Linked DNA regions of Mus musculus: region 2 is linked to region 1. A link is a contact called in public HiChIP or PLAC-seq data. All regions are on one chromosome and are shown on one strand. The core of a region is the stretch at or near the end of the contact, and the rest is flanking DNA. Distances in the headings are between cores, read along the strand shown.

What was found. HiChIP or PLAC-seq counts read pairs in DNA pulled down with a chosen protein or histone mark.
Region 2: an H3K4me3 HiChIP or PLAC-seq map of neural tube shows a contact between it and region 1, with 2.5 times the contacts expected there. The contact joins the promoter of Gnl2 here to the enhancer-like site in region 1. A contact is called at or near these places in 1 of 39 promoter capture datasets (neural stem cells), 36 of 484 Hi-C or Micro-C datasets (the 63-12 cell line, CD4 T cells, the CH12 cell line and 21 more), 22 of 115 datasets of contacts at active chromatin or transcription factors (the 230-238 cell line, the HPC-7 cell line, VIP interneurons and 14 more) and 4 of 9 other capture datasets (adipose tissue, liver, macrophages and 1 more).

The regions. Positions count from the first base shown.
Region 1 is chr4:124,962,538-124,968,560 of GRCm38.p6, reverse strand. The region is part of intron 1 of Gm12930 (a long non-coding RNA gene); the gene reads left to right. It overlaps Gm32371 (a long non-coding RNA gene), which reads left to right. Exons shown (of 5, transcript XR_376649.3): 5 at 497-923. Among named protein-coding and RNA genes, the nearest start is that of Gm32371, 8.2 kb to the left of the region's middle. Within about 2 kb of position 3,245, at least 23 of the 459 cell types and tissues checked have an H3K27ac peak or open chromatin away from gene starts, as enhancers often do. A contact at or near this core is called in epiblast stem cells and neural tube, where this site is marked.
Region 2 is chr4:125,027,030-125,033,052 of GRCm38.p6, reverse strand. Gnl2 (guanine nucleotide binding protein-like 2 (nucleolar)) reads right to left here and starts at 3,039. Exons shown (of 16, transcript NM_145552.2): 1 at 2,859-3,039. The coding sequence starts at 2,922.

The sequences.
Region 1 (6,023 bases), core at 1,996-4,495:
GTACGCCACATGAGGAGGCTCTGTGGGATGTCATGGAAGGGAAAAACACTGGCGCGTCTGAGCTAATGCCAGCACAGGCCAGCAGACGCAGCGTGTCCTATAAGTCCTAGCTGGTGCTGAGAGAAGACAGTCTGTGGGACCCTCAGTTTTCCCCTCATGCTCCCTAAACCTCAGGGCAGGCCATTGTTAAGTCACAACCTTCTCTCTTACTCTGAGTGGAGAACAGTTTGGAAGCTGTAAGGCTGAGGCCAAGTCCTGGGCTTCCTTCCCCACTCCTCATTTACTGCATGTGAGCTCCACCAACCAGTCCACCTGCCTGCCCTTCTCAATCCCTTTGCAGGATTCTCAGGGTAGAAAGTGATGCTACCCACTCCAGACTATGCCCACCAAGGAGTCCTCTCCCCTAAATCCATTTAAGATGACCAGACACTCACTAATCTTACAGCTTTCCCTTTGTGTCATATGCAACCCTTTTGTTTCCTTCCTCCATTTGAAGAACTGAACTGAGGGCCTTGCGCATCCTAGGCAAGAGGGCCACCACCGAGCCACGCCCCGTGCTCTCATTTAAGCCTTAAAGCACGGAGAGAACAACCCAAAGAGCCACTGATTGGTAGAAGAACATCACATGGTGCATCTATCAAGTTCAGTAAGAGTGCAGTGCACAGGGATGAGGTGTGCTGACCCTCCGGACATCATGCTTGAGGACAGAAGCCAGACCCAGAATCAGTGGCTGGGGATCGGGATGGGAACTGACTGCCCGTGGGTTTGGGCACTGATAAGGATGTTTCAAATCATACCATGATATGGTTGCATGGCTCCAGGATTCACTAAAAATCAGTGACTCATATACTTTGAGAAGTTTCATGAATGAATTATACTCCTTTGTACTTACTTATGTTTTATGTACATTGGTGATTTGACTGCATGTATGTCTCTGTGTGAGGCTGTCTGATCTCCTGGAACAGGAGTTACACACAGCTGTGAGCTGCCATATGAGTGCTGGGAATTGAATCTAGGTCCTCTGGAAGAGCAGCCAGTGCTCTTAACCACTGAGCCATCTCTCCCAGCCCTGAATTTTATTCCTTAAAAGAAGCTATTCAAGCCAGGTATGGTGGTGCACACCTTTAAACTCAGCACTAAGGAGGCAGAGGCAGGTAGATCTAGGTGAGTTTGAGGCCAGCCTGGTCTACTTAGTATTTCAAGCCATCTAGAACTACATCGTGAGACCCTGATTCGGAGTGTGTGTGTGTGTGTGTGTGTGTGTGTGTGTGTGTGTGTGTGTGTTGGGTGAGGGAGGGGGATACTGGAGAAATAGTTTGGCAATTAGGAGTACATGTTGCTCTTTCTGAGGACCTGGGCTTGGGTCTCATCATTCACATGGTGGCTCATAACCATCTGTGACTCCAGCTCTACAGGACCTGAGGCCTCTTTTGGCCTTAGGGGGGCACCAAGTACATATGTGGTGCATAGACATAGGGGAGGCAAAACACTCAGACACATAAAATAAAAATAAGTCTTTTTAAAAAGTTATTAAAGATAAAACAGCAAACCAAAATAAAAACTAAGGTGAATTATATAAGTCCTTTGGCTCTTCAAAAATTCATAGCAATTTTGGTGCAGGGTTGGTTTGCCTGTTCTTGTTCAAGTTCATGCTCAACTTCTTCAAATCTTTTTAGATTTCTTGTGAAATCTAAAGATAGGTTGATGGAGACATAGCAAGTTCTGGGCCAATCGGGGCTTCCTAGTAAGACCCTGTCTCAAAATAAATAAGTTTGAGGCCAGCCTGGTCTACATAGTGAGTTCCAGAACAACCAGAGCCACATAGTAAGACCCTGTTTCAAAAACAAACTGCTAAATTAATGGAATCAGGTGGTCTGGAACTGCACAGCTAAGACCTGGGTACTAGTACTGTGTTAAGATGCGTATTACCCATGGCCTCAGAGCAATGTGGGAGGTAGCAGATTTCTCTTTTGACCTCTCTTCTTCCTCCTCCTCTTCTTCTTCCTCTCCTTCTTCTTCCTCTTCTTCCTCTCGCTCCTCTTCTTCCTCTTCCTCTTTCTCTTCCTCCTCCTTCTCTCCTTCTTCTCTTCCCCCTCTTTCTCTTACTCTCTCTCTCACTCACTCTCTCCCACACCCCTGTTTCTTGAGACAGACACTGTAACCCAAGCAGGGCTGGAACTCAAGGTAATCCTCCTGCCTCTACATCTCAAGTGCTGAGATTACAGGAATAAGCTGCTATCTGCACTTTAAAGATAAGAAACTAGAGAACAGAGATGTCCACAGAAGTGATCTCTCATGGCTTGTTGGCATGATTTTGTTGTTTGTCTTTCCCTATTGGGTTGTCAAGAATTGATCCACAAAAGTGAGGTGATGACCAAGGAAGAGGAGAGCTGGGCCCTGGAAATAGTCATTCCATGAGACATACATCCTGATACCTTGTCACAGGCATCCCCAGGGACTCCAAGTTCTCTTGCACATCACATTCCCTGCCTGTGTCTGCCTGACTCTCGTGTATCTAACATGGAGGTGGTTTGCCTCCATAAACAAAGCCAAGTCTTTAGCACCCAGCAGTGTTAGTCCAATGTTAGCAACAAGAGTGCTTCACAGTGGTACTACAAAAGAAGGTGCAGTGATTCTATGCTGTAGGTAGCTGTTACTACTTCGATGATGCAGCCATACTCCTTACCAGGTACTGCGTTCAAGGCAGCCACAGGATTTAAAGCCCCACATACTCCGAGGCATACCCTCTGTTTCTTCCATGTCTCCATATCTGCCTCCTCTGCCCCCTTCTTCCCAGCTCCTTCTGTCTTTCTTTGTATCCTTGCCTGCCTCTCTCTCCTTTGGTCTCTCTCCCTGTGTCTCTGTCTCTCTCATTTATTTTTAATAACCACAATAATGAGAAAAGCTCCTTCCAGACCCTCCTGGGGAGGGAGACAAAAGGAGGGGAGCTCAGGGACAAGGGGGAGGGATAACCTCCCCTCTAGCTCCTGAGAAATTTAATAAAGGGCCTGAGAAAGTCCTGGGCTACAAGGCAGGCCAGTACCCTGGGAAAGGGGGCGGCTCCCTCCCCCACCACAGACAGGGCTCTGTGTGGGCCTAAGGTCAGGGGAGGGAATGTCTCGGTGTTGGGCCCCCCTTCTCCAGCTCCCAGCCTTTATCTCTCCCCTCCCTGCTGGTGGGAGCAGTTCTCCTGGCTAATCCGCCCCTGAATATGGGCCCTGCAGACTCCTCCCCTTACCCAGACCTGAGGCTTTCCCAGGAGATCCGAGAGAATCAATCACAGGACGGCAGCCTCTGGACTCACAAGAGGTCAGGCAGCACTGCCCCCTGCCTAGCTATATCCAAGCCAGTCTTCCAGGAGGCCATCCGCGGAGGAGGCTAGGCCTCCGACCACCCCCATCCTGACCCTCAAAGCACCTGTTGCTGAGGTGTTCTGTTGGTCCCTGTCAGAGAGAACCCCAGAGCATACACAGAGTCTTAGCATTGTTCACACTGGCCCTTGAGATAAAGGCATTGGCAAGATGGAGGGCAGGTTCCACTGCATCTCTCTCTCTCTCCCTCCCTCTCTCTCTCTCTCCCTCCCTCCCTCCCTCCCTCCCTCCCTCCCTCCCTCCCTCCCTCCCTCCCTCTCTCCTTCTCTCATGTTTGATTGATTGATTGATTGATTGAGACAGTGTCTTTCTTTGTAGCCCTGGCTGACCTGGAACTTGCTCTATAGACCAGGCCTCAAACTCTGCCTGCCTCTGCCTCCTGAGTCTGGGATTAATGGGATTAAGGGCATGCACCAGCACAAACTGGCTGTGCAGCATCTCTTGAGAGTCTCCAGTCTCAGTCCCCAAAGGTGGCTCACTCAGAGAGCGAGAGGCAAGTCAGAGCAGAAGACTATCCTGGGTCAACGCCCTTGTATGACTTTTGGGAGAACCAAGAAGAGGGGAGCCAGTCGCTAGTAATAGGTGAGAGATGAGGGCTTTTCCGGGGCCACGGCAAGGAGGTCCAGCTGCTCGTCAACTGATATGAACCTGAAGCAGAAGCATCAGGCTGGGAAAGATGCTTCCAACTCCTCACACCAAACCTGAAGCCAAGTCTACCTACTGCCCAGGTAGTTAAGATCATTTCCCAACCCAGGAACGTGCTCTTGGCTCCTGTCTGCCTGGGGAGGCTGTGGGCCCCAAGACTGTTTGGGTACAGTCATCCATTACTCTCAGCTGTCTAGAATCTCTACTCTGCCAGAACCCACGGTTTTCTTACCCAATGAGGAGGAAAAGGAAGGATTGGGGAGCTGTGTCCAGGACAAAGCATGCACAGCCATGCTCTTAGGCCCTTGGTGCTCAGTTCCCGGGATTAAGAGGGGGTAATTGTAACAAGTTATTGTTTGCAGAGTTTACAAAGTGCCACATTCCGTGTCAATCTATTGCCTGCTAAGGCCTTAGAGCAACACTTTTAAAGGTAGGAAACCTAGGGGCTGGAGAGATGGCTCAGCGGTTAAGAGCACTGACTGCTCTTCCAGAGGTCAAGTTCAATTCCCAGCAACCACATGGTGGCTCACAACCATCTGTAATGGGGTCTGATGCCCTCTTCTGGTTTGTCTGAATAGAGCAATGGTGGTGTACTCATATGCATAAAATAAATAAATCAATCTTTAAAAGAAGAAGAAGAAGATAGGAACCCTAGAGGTAGAGAAGTTAGACCACCTGTCTGGGCTTGCACAGCCAGTCTATAGATAGCGGTATTGGATAGAGTAACTCAGGAAGAAGCTCACAGATAAGATAAATGAAGGCAAGTCTTAGGGAGAGGGCAGGAAGAAAAATGGGAGCCAGGGACCAAGGCCTTCACTGATCGCCTGAGATAGGATTTATCTCTCCTTCAGCAGAAATGGGAAAGCAGAGAGTGACCTCGCAGGCAGGCTGATTGACCCTAGCACTGCCCAGCCTCTGCTCAGAGTAACAGAGAGGCCTCCCTACCTGCCCATCCAAGTCACTGCTGCCCACTGGGCAGTTGGAAATGCACCCCCCCCACACACACACACACAACTGGACCAACCCTTTCTTGGGTAGCCTTTGTCTAGTGCTACAGGCAGAAGAAGAAAGAGGGGACCAAACAGTGGGATAGAGAGAGAGAAAAAAAAAAAAACAGCTTCCCAGCTCCCTACTGGATTCTGCTGGATGCCAGGGCCTGCACTGGGTATCAGACTACTCTGTGGCCAGGCAACACATCACCTTGAAGAGCCCCTGGGCTGGCATCTAGAATCTTGTTAGACAGCAGTGACTATGCAGAGAGGAAGGCACTGTTACTAGAGAGGAGGCAGCACTTCCTGCTGTAGAACAGCACAGTAGGGGAGGGCCTAGCTCCATCCTTTTCTACATTTCAGGATAGATGGATACAGAGACCAGCAAAATGAGCCCCCACCCCTCCTCACCCCACTGGCAAAATACTTTGTGCATTTAAGACCCTTTCTTGTTCCCATAGATTATTTTAATCTTCTAAATGATAAAGTCCTTTTGTATTTATTTTTATTATAAAAGCATTTGAGCCTTGGAATGGCAAAGAACTTTAGCTGAGGGCACAGCCAGGCAGGGGCAGCATAAAGAAGCCACGCCCCTTGTACAGCATGTGGAGCCTCCTGGATCCTCTTATAGTTGGCAAATGTTGGGGCCTGAGCTGGTTCTGAGCCCACCTCCCACCAATGGGCAGCCACTCTTACCTTGAGCGCAGCCCAGCCCCGTGGCGGGCAGGGCAGGAGGAAGGTCTTCGGAACACGTGTTTCCACTTGCATTGGAGGGGCGCTCTAATAGCAGAGAAGAAACCTGTGAAGCTGCTAATGGGATAATGGAGAACGTATTTATTTATTTTTCAAAGGCGGCCTGTGAGGATCTGGGGGAGGCGGGAGGTCAGCTTGCTGTTAACAGGGATTAAGAACCACTGAGGAATGAGGGGGGCTTCCGGAGCAGAGGCTGGAGCCTGGCTGGCCTGGTCTGCAACCCCCCCACTTCTGCTCCCCCATGGAGAAAGCAAGGTTGGACTTG
Region 2 (6,023 bases), core at 1,790-4,289, 65 kb before region 1:
CTGGGATTAAAGGCGTGCGCCACCGCTGCCTGGCTTCTGAACCCTTTCTTAAATAAGGACTTCAAGGACCATCCTGAGCAGCAGCATAAAGAGCCCCACATGGCAACTTTACAGCACACTCAGGCACATTCATCTAGACAACTCGTAACTCAAGATTCTGACATATAGGAATGCTATTCTTCTCATTTAACTTGCCTTGCTCCAGAATGAAGAAAGTAAAAGGGACTTTGGAATATCAAACATTAAGGTTCTCATTCAGTCTTATACAAACTGAATTTTTAGACTTCTGGTGCTTTTATTTCTCTAAAAATAGGGAATATGTGTGCATCACCATGTCTGGCTGCCATTTAATTTTTAATCCTTAGTCATAATCTACATTGGTTACATAAAATCAATATCCATCTTTAAAAAGTGTAACCACTACTATGTCCACAATAGCCATGTAGTTAAATGGGTAGAATGCTTGCCTAGCACTCCAAAGCCCTGTGTGTGATCCCTAGCACTGCACAAACCAGCCATTGTGGCACAGCCACTAATTCCAGCACTAGAAGCAAGGATTAGAAGTTAGAAAACAGGGACTAGAGAGATGGCTCGGTGATTAAGAGCACTGACTGCTTTTCCAGTAGGTCCTGAGTTCAATTCCCAGCAACCACATGGTGGCTTGCAACCATCTGTAATGGAATCTGATGTCCTCTTTTGGTGTGTCTGAAGAAGCTACAGTGTACTCATATATATAAAATAAATCTTAAAAAAAAAAAAAAAAAAGCTAGAAGATATCCTTGGCCAAACGTTGAGTCAGAGGCAACAAACTGAGACCCTATCTAAAAATAAATTAAAGGAGTAGGCCAGAGAGATGGTTTGGCAGTTAAGAGAACTTGCTATTTTTGCAGAGGACCTGGGTTTAATTCCCAGCACCTACAAGGTGGCTCACAACCATCTATAGGAGCAAACAGAGTGTACATATTATGTAGGCAAAACTCAAATATAAAGTAAATAAATATTTTTAAAAAGAAAATATTTTTAGTCTTTTTTTTTTTTGGTTTGGTTTTTCAAGATAGGGTTTCTCTGTGTAGCCCTGGCTGTCCTGGAACTCACTCTGTAGACCAGGCTGGCCTCAAACTCACTGAGATCCACCTGCCTCTGCCTCCCAGGTACTGGGATTAAAGATGTGAGCCACCACCTGTCTTAACTTTCAAGAGATGATGATGGGTTCTAAAAGTTGGGTTAAATTTCACACAAATCATGGCTTATAGGACTGATTCCCACAGCTTCTGAGGTTAGAAGCAGCATATCTAGAAACCCTCTTTGTGAATTCATAACTAATTCTCTTGTCCTAAATTTTTAATAATTTTATTTATTTATACTTCATATGTAAGTATAATATGTAATACCATATCCTGCCCACATGTCTCTGCACTAAACACACACAGCGTGTCAGTGAAGGCCAGAAGTGGGTGGCAGATCTCTTGGAACTGGAGTTACAGATAGATGGTCGTCTGTATCATGGGTGCTGGGAATCACTGCAGGTCCCCTGCAAGAACAGCCAGCGTTCTTAACCCCTGAGCCATCTCTCCAGCCCCTCCCACTCTAAATTTTAAGAGAGAACCCAAAATCAAACTAAACCCCTGGAGGGCTCTCCTGAGAAGTCGGCCCACACACATCTGGCTACCTATCCTTTTCCTGAGTCCCTCTTCCTACCAACCCTCAAGGTTTCCGTCTACATTTTTCAGCTGTTGATAAACTTAACCCCTGCTTAGAAACATCATCACACTAATCACCAACCAATCCCAAGTGAATCTTCCAAATGCATGGTATTATGTGACTTAATACAGTTATAAAAGATCACAAAGTAACGCAGCAACTTTCCTGCATGTTCTCCTTTAGTACTGCTACATACACAGTACTAAACATTATACGGATATATGTGGGTAGATGCCTTGAAGGCCAGAGGTATCAGATTCCCCTTGGAGTTGAACTTCCAGGTAGGTGAGAGCTGATTGAACTGGAATTGAACTCTGGTCCTCCTGCAACAGCAGTACGAGTGAGCTCTTATTCTCCCCATGTTCTCTCCAGTCTCTGAGTGTTTTCATCATTTTTTTAAAAAAATCTAATCAAAACCCTAATTATGCAAATTACAAGGAGATACAGAAGTCAGCTATCCTTGCAGCCTTACGGAGACAAGAGTATACCTAATTTTTCCCCCCACCAGTTTGAGACAGTCTCACTATGCAGACCAGGCTGGCCTCGAATTCACAAGAGATCTGTCTGTCCTGCCTTCCCAGTATTGGGAACTACAGGGATGCGTCACCAAGCCCCTCTATGACTAACCCATATTTAAACACAGTTTTAGTAGCTAAATCAAAGTGGGAGGGACTCCTCGAAAGCCTGTTTTGTTTGCCCTGTAGATGGGAATTTCTCGTATCTCAAAACCACCTCTATTGAAATCACTATATTTACCTGAAGTGTTGCTTATGCATGGTCTGATTCCACGGTCAAAGCTAAGGTGGCACGAATGCTATGGTTAAGGGTAAAATGCCACCTGGGCCAACCTACTCCACTCTGTGTCTTCAGTCTGTACCCTGTAGTCCAGATAGCCACTAACTCGTGATCCCCTCTGCCTCAGCTTCCTAAGTGCTGGGATGACAGGCATGTGCCAGGACTCCAGGACCCTAGCCCACTTTTAACTTGCCTTTCTCTACACCTCCTCCTGAGAGGCCTCGGGGCTGCCAGAGGCTGGCGTGACTCATCCCCCAACTTTAGAGCAGGTGCCTAGACCTCGGGTCCGCCGCCCAGGCCGGAACGGGCCTTCCTCCGTCCCCGACGGCTCCTGCGGCCTGGTCCCGCCCGGTCCGCCGTACCTGGGTTGGTGCTGGCCGCCGAGCGGTTGATGGTGCTCCGTCCTTTGTACTTGGGCTTCACCATCCTGACGACAGTACCGACACCGCTCTGCTACTCGCGAGGTAAACCACTTCACGACTTCCCAGCCGGGAAAGCGTCCTGTGTGAAGCACGTTGGACCCTGAACACGCGCGACGTCACTTCCGCTCGCGCTACGCGACTTCCTGAGAGCGCGCGGCGCTTGCCTAAGGCTGACCCGGCTCCGCCTCTGTCCTGCTCCCGCCTCCCCCGGGTCTAGCAACCGTCAAGCGTCCCTTCCATAGCAACGTCCAGGGCACCGGGCAGTCCTGGGTTTAGTGAGAAAAAGAGAGAAAGAGAAAAAGAGAGAAGCCTGTTCTCGGCCCAGTGCATGAGCTGATGGGAATTTGCCCTCTGAACCTTTCTAAAAGTGTTCCAGCAAGAGCGGGCAAATATCAGAACAGGTCATACCTGCCTTTAAATTTTAGGCTGGAGTAGAGCAGTTTTTAGTAACAACAGACTTTGGATTCAAGCCTCAGCTTGAAAGAAAGAGAGAGAGACAGAGAGACAGAGAGAGAGACAGAGAGAGAGAGAGAGAGAGAGAGAGAGAGACAGAGAGAGAGAGAGAGAGAGATTTTAAATTCTCCAATGGTTTATTATCGCAAAGAGAGACAGATTCAAACTCCTTCCAATCCCTACAAAACTTGTGATCTGGCTCCGTTCCTCTGACCTCATTTCTCCCTCTTCTGACATTTACACTGAATGTTGCTCTGTTTGATCACACATTCCCTGAATCGGCATCGCTGGTTCCTTCTGGTCAGTTCCTGCTCAAATATCCTCTATCCATAGGATTGCAAACACTAGCAAATTCATCAGCATGGTGACACACACCTATAATACCAATGCTCAAAAGGCAGAGGAAGGAGTTCCAGACTTGTCCACATTATATAGCATGACTTGTCTCCAAGAAGGTGGAGGAGTAGGAGTAGGAGCAGGAGGAGGGGGAGGAGGAGGAGGAGGGGGAAGCAGGAGGGGGGGAGGAGAACATCAAGAAAAAAAATACAAGACAGTGAAATTTGAATTTCAGGTTAAAAATAAATAAACACACTTTCTAGCTTATATTCCAATCATCGTTTAGGATAACTTAAAGGATCTAAGGAAACATGATATACTTGAGAGGCTAAGGCAGGAGGATTGTCACAAGTTCAAATCCAGCTTGAGCTACATAGAGAGACCCTACACCAAAAGATTTTTTTCACTGTTCACTTGTTTTTAAATGGAACTACATTCTCTTGATCTATCTGGCAGCAGCTCCTTTGGCAGAAGTATTTGCTGAGTTACTGATTTAAGTCAGCCACTCTCTTCCTGTTATTCCATCCCACCTCACTTCACGGCACATGCCACTACCCGAAATGACTCTGTTCACAAGAGCATTGGCTGCTTTCTTGGGTCTAGGCCATAAGCTTAGGAAAATGGAAATCAGGTACGTTATTCACCTCCGTGTCCCCAGAACGTAACAAAGCTGAGTGTGTTGGCATGAGCCTCTAACCTCAGCATTTGAGGTTAGACTATCTGCCGTGAGTTCAAGGCTAGTCTAGCCTGGGCTATATAGGAAGATACAAGCCAAACTGTAGAAAAAGACATTATCTTTTTGTTTGTTTGTTTGCTTGTGTTTTGAGATAGGGTTCCTTTTTGTAGCCCTAGCTGCCCTGGAACTCACTCTGTAGTCCATGCTGGCCTCCAGAGTGCTGGGATTAAAGTGTGTGCCACTTCCAGTGTGGCGGTGTGCCACCACAGCCCTCTGAGACATTATCTTGAGAGAGAGAGAGAGAGAGAGAGAGACTGTCACAAAGGTGCAGTTAAGTATGTAAAGGTCCCCTGGGCTTAAAAATTAAAAACACTTTGAACAGGCATCTGACATAAAATAAGGCCTTACTAAATCTTTCTTGGATGAATAAGGACAGAGGTGGGGGGGGGGTACCTCTTGTCTAAAGGGCCCCATGAGACCCAGGGAATTCTGTTTCCCAGATTTCAACCAAGTGCCTTTTCTGTTGGGACTTGAGTTGACAGGAGTGCCTATCTGTGTGCCTTCGAGAAGGACCAGAAAAATGCTGATTGAGTAAGATCCATGAGAAGTGTGGGGCCATTGGATCTGAGTTCATTTTGTAAGAAGAAAACCTGTGGTGAAGCGCTCCAGTTGAAAGAGGTACAGTTGAGCGCTTCTCTGAGTCTAAAACAAACAAACCCCGAAATATTCTTTCTAGAGCAAAAGCAGACTGTGTCCAGAGGAGAGATGGGAGTCTCTTTCCCTTCTTAAACTTTGCTTTTCTTGCCTCAAGGGCAAGTGTCAGGAGACTCAACTCTCCTAGGAAGGCCCTACCCCTCATATGTGCCTAAGGGGACTCAAAGAACCAATCAAAAGTGCACATTCAGTGAGGGGCTAAAGATCCTCCTTGCAATCCTCCATCCCTTTGATCCCCAGATGAGGGTACAAGAGCCTCCTCCCAGAAAGAAGATTAGATTAATGTGTTTCTGATGCTTCAACTTGGTGCAAACCAGAATAAACACGAATGGCAAAAATCAGCTCATGAGCTCATGCAGGCTTTGATCAGAGACATAATTTCATTATGAAATTTTGAATCAGGCTGTTATGAAGTCTTGCCAAAGAGTTTTATTTTCCCAGATGATATGGTGGGTTGTTTCTCTTCTACTCACCTACCCTGCTTATGTTCACTGTACAAATTTCCCATCTACTTTTACAGCCTGACCTATCAACCCTTCAAACAGCATTTGCTGAGCCTGACAACCATCCTCCGTCCTACCAGCAGATGAAGTGCCTGACAGAGGCCAGTTACACTCACGTTACCCTTGCGCTTCGACTAATCTACTTCCCACAGTTATAATACAGTGACTATATTTCACTCATTTTTTTTTCTCCTTAATGCCAGGCAACTAGAGGAGGCAAGACACCCGCAGGAACACAGTTCTCCATACATTCTGCCATACTCATAGACCACATACAACAGAGAAGGATTTAACGACCTGAAAGCTTGCAGGGTGGTTCCTCAAGTTTATGGTACATGAACACATTGCAGACTCAGTCCATAGCGTGCAGAAGCAATGCTTGCTCTCTCTCTCTCTCTCTCTCTCTCTCTCTCTCTCTCTCTC